2 separate regions of the Columba livia genome follow, and region 2 is linked to region 1. Evidence: chromatin contacts called from public Hi-C data. All regions are on one chromosome and are shown on one strand. Each heading gives the region's core, a stretch centred on a gene start, on an enhancer-like site or on the middle of the called end of the contact. The rest is flanking DNA. Distances are from core to core; before and after follow the strand shown.

Evidence for each region. Hi-C and Micro-C count contacts between places; a contact is called where the count stands out from the background.
Region 2: a contact with region 1 is called in a Hi-C map of crop, with 2.9 times the contacts expected there. The contact joins two enhancer-like sites. A contact is called at or near these places in 2 of 2 Hi-C or Micro-C datasets (crop and liver).

What each region holds. Positions count from the first base shown.
Region 1 is chr1:32,858,999-32,865,454 of bColLiv1.pat.W.v2, forward strand. All of the region lies in intron 2 of TSC22D1 (TSC22 domain family member 1), which reads left to right. Among named protein-coding and RNA genes, the nearest start is that of TSC22D1, 64 kb to the left of the region's middle. Within about 2 kb of position 3,438, at least 3 of the 3 cell types and tissues checked have an H3K27ac peak away from gene starts, as active enhancers do.
Region 2 is chr1:33,098,634-33,104,913 of bColLiv1.pat.W.v2, forward strand. No RefSeq gene overlaps it. Among named protein-coding and RNA genes, the nearest start is that of LACC1, 28 kb to the right of the region's middle. Within about 2 kb of position 2,923, at least 3 of the 3 cell types and tissues checked have an H3K27ac peak away from gene starts, as active enhancers do.

The DNA.
Region 1 (6,456 bases), core at 2,188-4,687:
GGCTCACAGTGCTCATGGACTTGGAGCTCTGTCTGCTCTTGTTCAGTCTCTTCAGAAGGCAACATGGTCTTAATTTTGAAGCTAGCCCTCCTTTGAGCAGGAGGTTGGTCTAGATGAAAGCTGAAGAACCTTTGCAATCTGACTTTTTTCTGTTATTCTGTGGTTGGTAGCACCTGTATTATACATCAATACGTGGTTTTGAAGGCTTCCATTTTAGCTACTTTTCTTCATTGCTCTTTTCTTTTTATTGTACCTGCTGTGTCATTACTTGTTCCCATATCTTGAAGGTATGAACTTCAGGTAGAACCTATAGCAAAAGACATTTGGTCAATTAGGAATACTTGCCCTTGAGAATTCTTGTCCCTGTGTATTCTGGTCAAGGTCCATTTTCAGAGAGTTTTCTTGTTATTTCATGCAAAGTAGACAGTAGAAAGAACTTCTCTACTTAAGAGAGTAACCAGGAAAACTAAGGCAGTTCACTGAAATAATTGAATAAAACATTGCTTTCATAATCAGAAGTATAAATACGGTTTTGATCAGATAATTCATGGAGTCTACGTGCAGTACTGAAACTACAGTAGTAGACAAAACTTCAGCTTGGCACAGTAACAAAAGATTCAGACTCTTGTCAAATCCTGTTATGACAGTTGATTCATTACTAAATTTGGAAGGGTAGACTGCATAAAATTCCTGTTTTTGTTTGAGTTCACACTATTTTCTGTAAAATACCGTGTTCCAATGCATGTGTAGGTAAGTCAGCAAGGGTGAAGGTGAGATGGATGAGTGCAAAAAAGTCGAGGCTTAATTTTTTTTGTGTGTATGTGCGATTGCATCTGCCATGTCTTCAGTCACTTGGGTTTTTCTGAATTGGATTTCTGAGCCTATGGATCTTCAGAGGAATTGAGCTTGAGCGATTAAGTTTGAGGTGATCCCAGATCTTTTTTGATGATGTTGTCTTGTCTTAGGAGCTTTCATACTGCTGGGCTAAGCAAACTAACGATAGTTTCCATTAATGCTTGACCTGGCAAAATGTGTATGTTCTGTCTGTTCAGGCCAACTTCACTAACAAAACAGTGCTGACATCACCTTTATACTAGTGATGCTTTTGGCAGTTGAGGAACAAGTCTTTGCCATGTTGGCTGGTGCTCTGTTAAAACAAACAAACAGGAAAAAAAAAAGGGGGAGAAGAAAAATAAAAAGACAAAAACAATACCCTCAAGTGTTTGGTTGTTCATAAAGAGGAAAAACACTGAATTACATATTCATCAGCACAGAGAAAATGGTTGCACAGTGGACCACTCTCTCTTTTTTTAAGCTTTTCATTTTTCCTAATGAAATATGTTGAAAAGAAGTCTCATTTTTAGAAATACATTCTAGCAGTATAAAGTCTTGGAAATTAAGACTGCCTAAAATCTGTGTTAGGACATGCCAACCTCACTTGTGTGCCTGTGTGCACACATATGCATTTGTGTGTACTTTCTTAAGCCAGGTTCAGCAAGGACTTGTTTGTTTTGTTTTTTCTTGTAGTATCCCTGGAAATAGGGCAGGATTTGAGTGCACAGTATCTTGCTGCTTTATTATTTGCGCAAAGGTAACTGCTAAAAAGCAAAGTCGGATTAGGTTGGGAGGCAGAGTGCAATGACCCTTTGGCATCTTCAGCTAAAACAACTTTTTTCTTTTTTTCCTGTCATATGCTGCATGGCTGGCACAATGAATAAGGGTCATTTCTCAATAAAGGTGCAATGCCATGGACATGTGTTTGTTGTGGGTAAGCAGGTGACCTCTTAGTAATGGAAAGTAGTAAATTTAGGGGAGTTTTCAGAAAGACACCAGAGGGACTCTGGTGATCCAATTAATATAAGAATTACTTTAATCTGAGATGTGACATTGGCTTTACAGTTGGGAAGGGAGAAGGGTTTTTAAATATATTGTCACTTCAGTGTTTTGAAGGAAAAAAATAATAGATGTCCTATTATTTATGTGAAATACCTTGTTTTCCTTTCTCATCAAGCGTGGATGTTCTGATGTGGCATCAGTAACTTGCTGCCCTTGCCAGTGGCTTTGTCGCTGATTGGAGGACTGTCGGAAGGAAGGGTGTTGTTATAGCTTGAGTTGGTGAGTGTGGTGTACTACAGCCTATCTGCTGCAGTTTTAGAGGTGAACTCTCCCAAGAAAAACATGGTGTGTTCTGAGTCTGGTTCAGATCACTGTCTGTTTCTGGACCCATTCACAAGCAGGCTTCAGCAGTCAAAGCTGTGATGGCTTCCTGTACTTGGAGCCCAGGGGAGATTTATCTGGGCTTCTTCTGCCTGCACAAAGCCTTAAATATTTACTGGGAGAGAAAATCAGCACAGGTTGGCCCTGAGCTCTCTTTAGACCTGAAAGTTTAGGGAGTGACTCTGGGTGGCCTGGGAAAGGGTCTGGCTGTTGGGGCTGGTACTGTGTCCTGGAGGCACCCCCTTTCTCAGGGCAGTCTGTGAGAGGAGATGCTCATGGCAAATGGGCTCAGGGCAAAGATTTACCATCTTGGATTTTCTCTAGGACTGTGTCTCTGCAAGCTTCCCTTTGACATGTTATCTGTAGTAGGGGAGAGTATAAAAACAGGTAGGAAATGCATGGTACAGGCCTGGGGGATGCACAGCAGTTGGGGACAGATGTGGCCTGCAGGTCCCAGTTTCGCATCCTGGGGTTGCGCTCCACCATCATCCAAGAACCTGCTTTTTTTCTGTAAGTTGAGTTTTGTCTGCAGTACCTCTGAGTGCTGTCACTGCGCTTGGATACTGTTATATGCTGTTATAATGTTATATTTCTGTGATAGTATAAATCCTGCCTAAGAGGGTCTTACGCATGACTGTCCTGACACAGCTCCCAAACAGCAATCCAGTCTGAGTTAGAGCTGGAGTTAGGTTGTGGTTGGACTCGATGATTCTGATGGTCTGTTCCAGCTGAAATGATTCAATGCCCGGCCTCTGTGCAAAAAGGAAATACTTCTGTCCCCTTTTAGCTGTTATCTGTGTAAATGCAGGCAAAATCGGCCTGTTGTGTCTTCTTTTTTAGACTGTTTTCAGGAAGATACAAGTTTTCAGGAGAAACAGAGGAGAGCTTGAACCACTGGCAGCATCTCATTTTTAGGGAGTTATCTCTTGATTTTTATTTTTTTTTTTTTGTTTTTATGGCAAGCTTTCGGTGTCTGTGAGAGCAGTTCCGAGCCCGGAGGTCCGCTCCGGGGGACTCTCCGGAGCGGGGCGGGCCGTGGGGGCCCCGGGGTGGTGGCGGGAGGAGCGGCCTGCGGGGCCCTCCGCGGCGGCCGCGACCACAGCGCTCCCTGGCGGCCGCGGCGGCGCCCCGGGCGGGCTCCACCGGCAGATCCGCGCCTGCGGGAGGGTTATATCCCCCCCCAAATCCGTAGCAGTGGGGTGTGGGGTGAGTACCCCCGCAGGGTACGGGGGTGAGGAGGCGCGGGTGGCGATGCCCTCCCGCTGCGGAGGGCCCGGCCGGCGGCGCGGAGCGCAGTGTCCCTCTGGCGGCGGCCACCAGGTGGCGGCGTTGAGTCGCTGCTGGCTCCTCCGCCCTTCAGGAGACTGGGATGCTGAAATACACGGGTTTGGCCTTCTTTGAATTTTGTCGAATGAACGTGAACAGGGTAGGTAACCGTGTTTAAACGAGAGCGGTGCGCCTGTGGAAGTGTCATCCTCGGGAATCGTCAGAAACTGTCTGTAACTTCAAGTTGTTCTCAGCAGAAGCTTGATCTCGGGTGTGCAGCTGCACTGAATGCAGTATCGGAGGAACAACTTCACAAAGGGGAAGAAGGTCAAGTCCTTGCTTGCTTGAAAAAAGGTGATGGAGTTCAGTGTTGGCTCTGCATGGCAAAGGAAATAGGCAGAACATAAGAAATTTGCACAGTTTGGGGGGGTCTTAATTTTCCCACAAGTTATTAACGTCCTGAACTACTGATTTGGATTTTACTCTTAAGCAGCTTGTATCACTAGAAGCAGGATTCACTCTGAGCATCATCTGATAGCCAGTAAAAACCAGAACAGCTTTAGTAAAAAGTAACTGGTGTCTGCATGTGCTGGTAATTGGAAACGCAGCTGTATCTGCATCTGACCAAACTAGCAGCAGTGGGAGTTAGTTGGTTGAGGGGAGGACCAGGGATGCAGACTCTGCTGGCATATGGCATTTGTGAAATGGTACTCAGTAAGTCAGGCAGAGCTTTCCACTCACCTTATAGATGGGCTGCTGGGCGTGGGTTGGTGGAAGTAGCTAATAGCATTACGGTTGCTTTTTTTGACACCACATCTGGCTATTTTGCATTTATGTATGATGGTGATTGTTTCACCTTTTTATAGACTGATTCTGCAGAGTGCCAATTTGGGGCTGCATATGTAGATTTCATTTATATTCAGCTTTTAACTCAAAATATGTATAGCGCTATAGTTCTGGGGTTGTTAGTGGCTTGCCTGACCTCTGCGAGCCAGCTGTATCAGGCTGGGGGGTGGCTGCCTCTCCAAGCCCACAGACCCCCATCGAAGGAGGGAAAGGCAGAAAAAGCTTCAAAACTGCCAGGGCTAGGTTATGTATTGCATTGGAACAGAGTTCGCTCATGTACGGTACTCCTTTAATTATTATTGTGGTTGAACAACTCCCAAATTGTATGGAGAAAAATAGTGAGTGGCCTGTACCTGTACTTACACTTTTAATCTTTCTTGTTCAAGTTCCTGGTTGTAAACAGAGAGGCTTTTCTGCCTTAGTGTGACTGTAAAAGTTAATTCCATACATAAGGAGCCCTCCAGGGGCAGCTTGGTGTGGATAATGTTGAGCCTTCCTGCAGTGACACTGGGAACTTTCTGGTTACACAAGCGTCGGGCACTTCCGATTCCTATTTTTGTGTAGACTGTGCTGGATGGGAAGTTTAAAAATACGCGTGACCTCTTTGGTTTTCCTCAAACATTATGTACACGGTCAAAGGATAAGTGTTTCTTTTTTTAAAAAAAAACAAACAAACCTGCATCGCTATTTTAGGTGCCGATTTCCAGTGCTGATATCAGTGGCAGTTTCATCTTGATATAAAATTAAATTGCTACAGAAGTAAAGAATAAGAACCTGAAAAAGTTGTGTTTGTGCCTTTAGAGGAGTGTTTGTAGCAAAAATGGATAATTTGTCTTTCACGTGTGTTGTATGGAGATGTGAGTGTTTTATAGGCAGCTGAGCTATAATTGAGTAGGGGCCTTAAAGAAATAAAAACCAGCCATCTAAATGGTGAATGAAGGGAGGTCTCAAGGCAGCATGAGTAACCATTTCCTTTAAAAACAAAGATGTGCTATGTGGACTACCTTTTAATTCTAGTAAAAACTTCCGTTTATGCACGAACAGCAGTTTGAGACTGAAAACTATCTATTTTGTCTTGAAAATGGCAAGAAAATAATGGAAATAAATAATAAAACAGAATTAAGAGAATGTTGCAGTTTCTTTTGTTCAGTTGCAGAGCAAAAGGTATCCAAGGTTCAGGTCTTTAAAAATCATAATCCAGTTATTCTTCTTGCAAGCAATGGTTATTGCTAGGTTTTCAGCACTTTTTTTTGAGGCGTTGAACTAAATGTAAAAATATCTGATCATATGGTGGTTTTAGGGTTAGTCTATGCAGTTTAGGATGATATATAGTGATATTTTTTTTTCCTTCTTTTAAAAATTACGATTATTTTTCTGTTGTCTTTGGCTTTGTTAAAGGTGCCAGACTGATCATCTTCTGTGCTGTGGATCTCAGCTTTCCTTACAGTGTGGTGTGATAGAATAAACAGGGTTTTTTTGTTTGTGTGGTTTTTTTGTTGTTGTTTTTTTGTTTTTTTGGGTTTTTTTTACATTTTCTACAGAGACAGCTGTAGCTCAGTTGATTTACGCATGCTTGATATCCATTGCCTGTCTCTATCCATCCTTTTACACTTCCCTCGTGCTTCGAACTTGATTGCAAGTGTGTCTTCTGCTGGGGAGAGGACACTGAGAAGGTTTACAATGTGCCAGTCAAACCAAACCAAAGAGAAAAATACCAGAAAGGGCAGAGAAAATAATATGGGGAGGTTGGAAAGAAGTGGTGGATGGACTCAGAAGCAGGAGAAGCGCAGGAGCTGCTATTAAGTTCCTTCGCAGTGAGGATCTCAGCTTGAGTAACCTTGTGAAGCCAGAGGGTGCTGTTAGGTGCTGTGCCAATGGCTTTTAGCTACCAGAGTTCTCATAGTCCATTGTATTGATATTTTGTGTGTGTGTGCGTGGTTTCTTTTTTTTTTCTTCTTTTTTATGAGCTTCCCTTTAGAGTTTGGCTTATGCTGAAAAGAACTGCTTTAAAAGAGGGGAGGATATTTATCACGGTTAACCGTAGTGTAGGAGATTAAATGTGTAGAGCTGCTTCTGTGATCAGTGGAGAGGAAGGCAGGGACAGTGGGCTCTGGGCTGAGTTTTACC
Region 2 (6,280 bases), core at 1,673-4,172, 240 kb after region 1:
AACACAAATGTAAAGAAAACCTAAAAAAACACAGTACACCCAAAGGGCTTTTCCTCTCCCAGGTAATTTTGGTCAGACAGCTAGGTCATTCCCTTGCCCTCTATTTTCAGCTGAGAAGAAGCCCTTGAGATGCAGGATACAAGGGCAGAAAGGACAAATGTGTCATGTACATTACCAGTAACCTGCTCAGGTGTGGGAGGTGATTCCACACCTTCCCCATGGAGAGCTGAAGCATGAGGAGGGCAGGGAGCCTTGGGGTGGACGCAGCTGGCTGTGTCTCCTCAGCTCTTGCATCCCTGTGCAAGCGGCAGCCAGTTGCTGTTTTCATACCAGCACCATGGCACGCAAGTGCTTTGCTCCTTGTTTTCATATTGCTCAGACCACACAGGAAAAAAAGCAGCTGTTTTCCTAAACAAAGTGTTCTGGGGCTGCATCTACATTGTTCATTCAGTTTTTTTGTCCTTTCTTCCACCGCCTTCATCTTCCACCCAGCAAGCCAGGGCAGGAGAGGGGTGCCAGGAGGCACAATGTTATTCCAGAGACAGTCTGGTGCATCACAGGGAGGATGCCCTGGCTGGGACATCAAGCACAAGACTGGTCAAAAGATAGACAAGGCTTCGTTCGGCCTTTCTGACAGTGAAAAACAAGGAGCACAGCTGGTGGGTCTGCTTCTGCCACAGAAAGGAAAGGGTGGGTTGTCACTGATCCTGGGAGCCCCATGGGGCATGAGGGGCTGTATGGGGAGAGGCTGCCTGTTCTTCCAGGTGCAAACACAGCCCTCACCACCACAGCCTTGGCCTTGGCCACAATGGGCCACCTGGCTCTGCAGACTTGGCAAAGTGGTGATGGGCCATTTTGCAGGTCTGTCTGTCAGCTCCCCTTGGCAGCTGCCTGGTTTGCCTGCACCTTACAAAGACTGCAGAAGAAAATGTCCAGGACTGAGAGGGAAGGCGTCCAAACCCGAGCTGACACAGCTCTTTTAGGCTTGGCAGGACAACTGTCAGGGAGCAGCCCTTCTGGATTCAAAGCCAGTGAAAGGATGGGACTGGCAGAAGGATTCTCTGCTGCCTGTTTTTCTTTAAAGAAGCCTTGTTTATTGTGCCACCAAGTTTTGGGGCAAAGGCATTTGAGGGAAAAGGGCAGAGCTACAAGAATTTTACTCTGGTTTGGGGAGGAGAGGGAAAGCAGGCCACAATCTCTTTCTTTCTTTTTATTTTTTTCCTTAAAATATATATGACAGAGAAAATAATATACATTTTTATACAGCATGGTTGTGCAGCCATGGAGTCCCATAAATGCCAGTGGGATGTCCATCCAGCTTGTGACTGCTGGGATCAGCCTTGCCCAGTTTAGCTTGCTGAAGCAGAGAGCAACAACAATGAAAACACTGAAGTTGATCTTCATGCAAGATCCCCACAGATTATGTAGGGCTACTGATTTCACTGGGATTTAGGTACCCTACATAACTTCAGGAAGCTGGGCTTGAGGATCTCTGCAAATGCTGTAGCTCTGTGTCTCTCCTGCAAACACTATGTCTAACTTAAAGCTATTGATTACTGGTGTGTGTTTGTGTTGTATATCAAGTCATCCTGCAACAAAAAATACATAATCCTCAGGCTTTTTCTGTCTCTGGCTGTCAACCACAAATTTATCTTCTTCACATGTATGTAAACTAAAACCATTTTGTTACAAAAGGAATGGTAAACCCTCCCCACTCTCACTTGAAGCACTTAACAATACTTGATTTAAAAATGCACCAGCGCTGAGCTAGACTGCAGGAGCAAGTCTGCTCTCCAAAATGGCAAAGCGTCATGCCCGACTAACTTCCCCAAAACACACACAGAAATGAGGATAGAAACTGCAGTTTTGGGCTGAAAAAGGTAGAGGAGGGAAGTGGCTCTACCAAGCAAAACAGACAGAGTGGCCACATGGAAACTGGTAGGCCTGGGAGACTTCCAGTTCCTGAAGCTGGAGGCACATATCGTGACCAGGGTGAGATGGAGATGCTCGCCTGCAGTCATTCCCATCACCTCGGTCTCCTCTGGAAAGGAGATGTGGCATCCTGCAGGTGGGTCCCTAGTCTGCACGAATGGGGAGACAGGACACCAGCATGTCTTTCTATACAGCCCCAGAGCAGCCACAGCTGTGCCCAAATCAAGACTAGGAGCACTTTTGGAACGATGCATTGTCAAAAAAATCAAGGAACTGAACTAATGGAAAGTGCACATCCCATTTCTGTTTGACAGGGTTTGAAACGTTTCCTTTTTTTACAGATTTATTTTTATATCCTTCATAGGAATTACTCAATTAGCTTAAAAACATAACTGCTAATGAGCAAATATTCAGATTTCCAGGTAAAGAAATGGTCATAATTTTCAGAAAGTGAAAATAGACACAATTTAGATATCGACCTGTACAAAGCCATTTGCTAGAAATATTGTTCAAAACACGGCGAACAACATACACTGAATTATTTTAAAGTTGAAAACTTTTGCTGCTGTTTTATCCCCCATCCTCCCTAACCCTCCCCCCACCTCCCCCAAGGAAAAAAAAAAGGAAAAAAAAAAGGAAAATAAAAAGGAAAAGGCAAAAAAAAACACGGGGTTGCTGAGAACATTTTAATATTGAATCATTTGAACATCTGGAGGCACAAATGTCATTTCAGAAACAAAAACAAGCCAGTAAAGGGAAAAATAATAAATAAATAAATAAATAAATAAATAAATATAAAAAACACTTCCTACCAAGTCAAAATTCTATAAATGATGAAAAACTCCTTGGCAGTTGGCGTCTTATTTGGACGCAGGCCCGGCTGGCGTAGCAGCGTTTTGAGTTATGAGCTCACCCTTCACAAGCACCGGTGAAGCAAACACTTGCGTTTCATAGACTTGCGTGCAAAGCCCCTTGACCTTTGAGGCTGAGCTTTAGGGTGAAAATGCTCTTTTCGTGTGTTTATGTGACTCCAAACCGACGTGTGGGGTCACCTCTCCTCCCGCTCGGAGCAGCCCTGTGGTGGTCCCCGGGGGGATGCGGGTGGGGTGCCTTGGGGCGCGGGTGGGGTCCCCGGGCGGGCCCCGCGTCTCCGGGCGGACGGTGCCGCTCAGTGGTACCGCGCCGGCACTGCAGGCTCCGCGGGGGGAAGCCGGCCCTGGCAGCCTTCCTGGCTCCGGACAAAGGCAACGGAGGAAAGGCTGGGAGGTGAAATGATGAGTGCTGTCTCCGAACCGGGGTTTCAGCATGGCCGGGCTCAGCGCAGTCTCGCAAGGTGCCAAGGTGTGATCAGGGCCGGGGTGGGTTTCGTTTCTTAAAATTGGAGCTCAGCAAGGTGGGTCCCAAGCTGAGACTGCAACATCCAGAAATCCAGGCTTGAAACGGCTCATTGTGGCACCTTGTGAGTCAACAAAAAAATACCTTCCAGAGTACTGAGGATCCCATGTTACAGAGGATCCCAGGTGACTAAGAGCCGGGTGAAATGAAAACTCCTCTCCTTTTTTTCTCTTGCTGGATGATATAAGGATTTGGAATGAGGATGTTTATAAGAAGCCTTGTTTTTATTAACCAGGGACTAGCAGACCTTTATGTTGTTCTGCAGCTGGTATTTACAGCGGATATTTAAGGAGATGTGTCAGTAAGAGTCCGAGAGGGGCCGGAGGCAGCAGGATGCAGTTGAAGGCCCTTTTTCTAGCTTACCCAGAGGACTGGAGCAGACAAGTCCCCCCCCGCTCAGTCTCTTGTGTCCCTCACCTGTCTTCACGGTGCCCCCTCTGTGCTTTTGACATACTGGAGCAGTGCCTAGCACAGAGGGACATCCAGCTAGGCACTGCCATCACGCAGATGATAATAGGAATAACGCTAACAGATGGCAGGTCTGAAGGGGAGCCGCTGCCACCGATGCAGGCTGGCGGACAAGCATTCCTGCTCTGGCAGCTGGAACAACGGTAGTGCAAATGAAACATGAACAATTTCCTCCCTGCCAGCAAACAAAATAGCTCCAGGGAGAACCCAGGAAGAATAATTGTCAGCCTCCTCTAGGTATCATGGGAACAGAGGCCATTCAGTAATCCCGGAGTAAACAACAGCTTCTTAGTTTTAATACAGAATAAAACCTCAAGAATCTAAGAGTGGGTACTGTACAATTGCTGAATTAACTGCTCCAGTCCCCACCCCCTCCTGACCTTTCACTGAAAATCATTGAAGTGAGGCACAAAGGAGTTTTACTGTAAATGAAAAGGGCTCATAAGAGAGGGTGAATCTCTTGTCACAGAATGATGCAGATATGACAAATGCTTCACATTCTTCCTGCTCCCTTCTTTGCAGAAGAAGCTGATCATTAGAGCAGTGAAATCCCTCCCAGCTCCATCCTCTCTCCTGGGATTCTGCCAGGTCTCTCTGTCTTCATATGGGTTTTTTTTGTTTGTTTTGTTGTTTGTTTGTTTTGTTTTGTTTTGTTTTTTCTTTTAACTATGGTTAAAATACGCTGCAGCTTTATCGCATGTAGCACAGGCCTGCCAGCATGCCCCTAGAAACTTTTGGTAGCAGCAAGCAGGGTTGATAATGACATTCACAACAATGTATGTGGGTTATCTCTGCTGATATCCAAAGAGCTAGACCAACATAGAAGCCCTGTAAACCTCAGTGAAGTCAAAATCCTGTAAATACCTGTGGGTACTTCATAACAATATACCCATTACTGGTGCTATTTAGTTCAAAGGGACCATTCCTTGCAGAGTGAACTGTGTCTGACAGGCAGAATAGCTGTACTCAGCTACAGCAAGTCTGTCACACTCAGGCTTTCCAACAGCAGCTAATTATGGATAAAAAGGGAATAAAAATTGGGTAGACATACCTCCCTAGTGTGGTTTTCCAGTAACATCCTATGCCACTGGCACAAGACCTGGCTTTTTGTTTCCTAATACAGGGAATGTACTTTTACCTTCTGAGGAATTCATCAGATACTCCTCATCCCAGCAGGCACCAGGACTCCCTCTAAGCGGGAGTCTCAAGCTGGGCCATAGGCTTTATGCCATGGGCTCCAATTCACCTATACTTGCAGATAAGCCTGTTTAAGAGGTTTCTCTGAAACAAAGGGTTTATATATGGATGGTACATGCTAAGCAGCTTTTCCTATCTGCAGTAACCCCCTGAGCAACATGCCTCTGGTTCTGGTATAAGAAAACTGATGAATACAAAACTGCCATGAACATAAACACTGTAATGAACACAGCTGTTGTTGGGATTTGTTTTGTCTTGTTTTGTTTTGTTTTCTTAAAAGAAAGATATTTCTCTATCCAGTGCTTGGAGAGCAATGAGTTTTAATACTCCACATCTTGGCACAAGCACAGACCAAGAGAAGTTAATGAGAGGCCTGCTCAGCCCTTATCATGCTTTTTCCTTTTTCTTCCTGAGGCCTCGTTTGCCCTTGCTTCTGCCAGTAAAACCTGCTCTCATTTCCCCAGAAATGACACAGGTAGGAAGCATGTTTTCCTCCACAAGATTACTCGCACCCAGGAGCCCTACTCCAAAATTAATTCTTCAGTCAGTATCTCTCATCCAGCCTCAGCAGTGGAAAAAAAATGAGAGGGAGACATGAAACACAGATGATCCCTCTAAACCCCCTTTTCCCCTCAGTCTGATTCAGGGGGAAGAAAAAAATTCTGCACATTCCTGTAGCAGTAAATAATAACTAGAAAGCCTGTGGTATTTATCATAGGAAGACCTTAATACATTTTGCCAGGAAGGTTGTTTGAGCACTGTTGCAGTTTCGTAAACCTTCATTTCTCTATGCAAGGCCTTGCAACTGCTAAGGTCTTAGAGGAGAGCAGAGACATGGGGAAAGGGTATGTTGTGAGCAGCAGCCAGGCTGGCCAGGATTTTGGCACATCTCCTCCCTGCGATGGGGAGGATTTGGTTTCCATAGCAGCAACGGCATGATGTTCTCCCCACCTCAGTCCCACACTCCCTCTTTCTCCCCAGGACTTATATTCCACAATTGCACAGGAGAGTTATATTTCACCCCAAGGCTTCCATTTTCCTGCTGCACAGTTTTGCTGCGCTCTGGCAGCTCTGCCTTTTGCCAGCAGCTGGTTTGGGGAGCGAGGGGGGGCACCTTGGGGATGCCGTGCAAGCATCGCTCTCGCTTCCCTCTCCCTTTCCCTCTCCCTCTGCACACTGCTTCATAAAAGACACAGTGTTCCCTGTCCCCAGCTGACTCGTCTTCGCCAAGGTCCCCCCTTTTCCTCACTTGTCTCCAGCGATCAGCTCATGCATGCCTGGCTTTCCA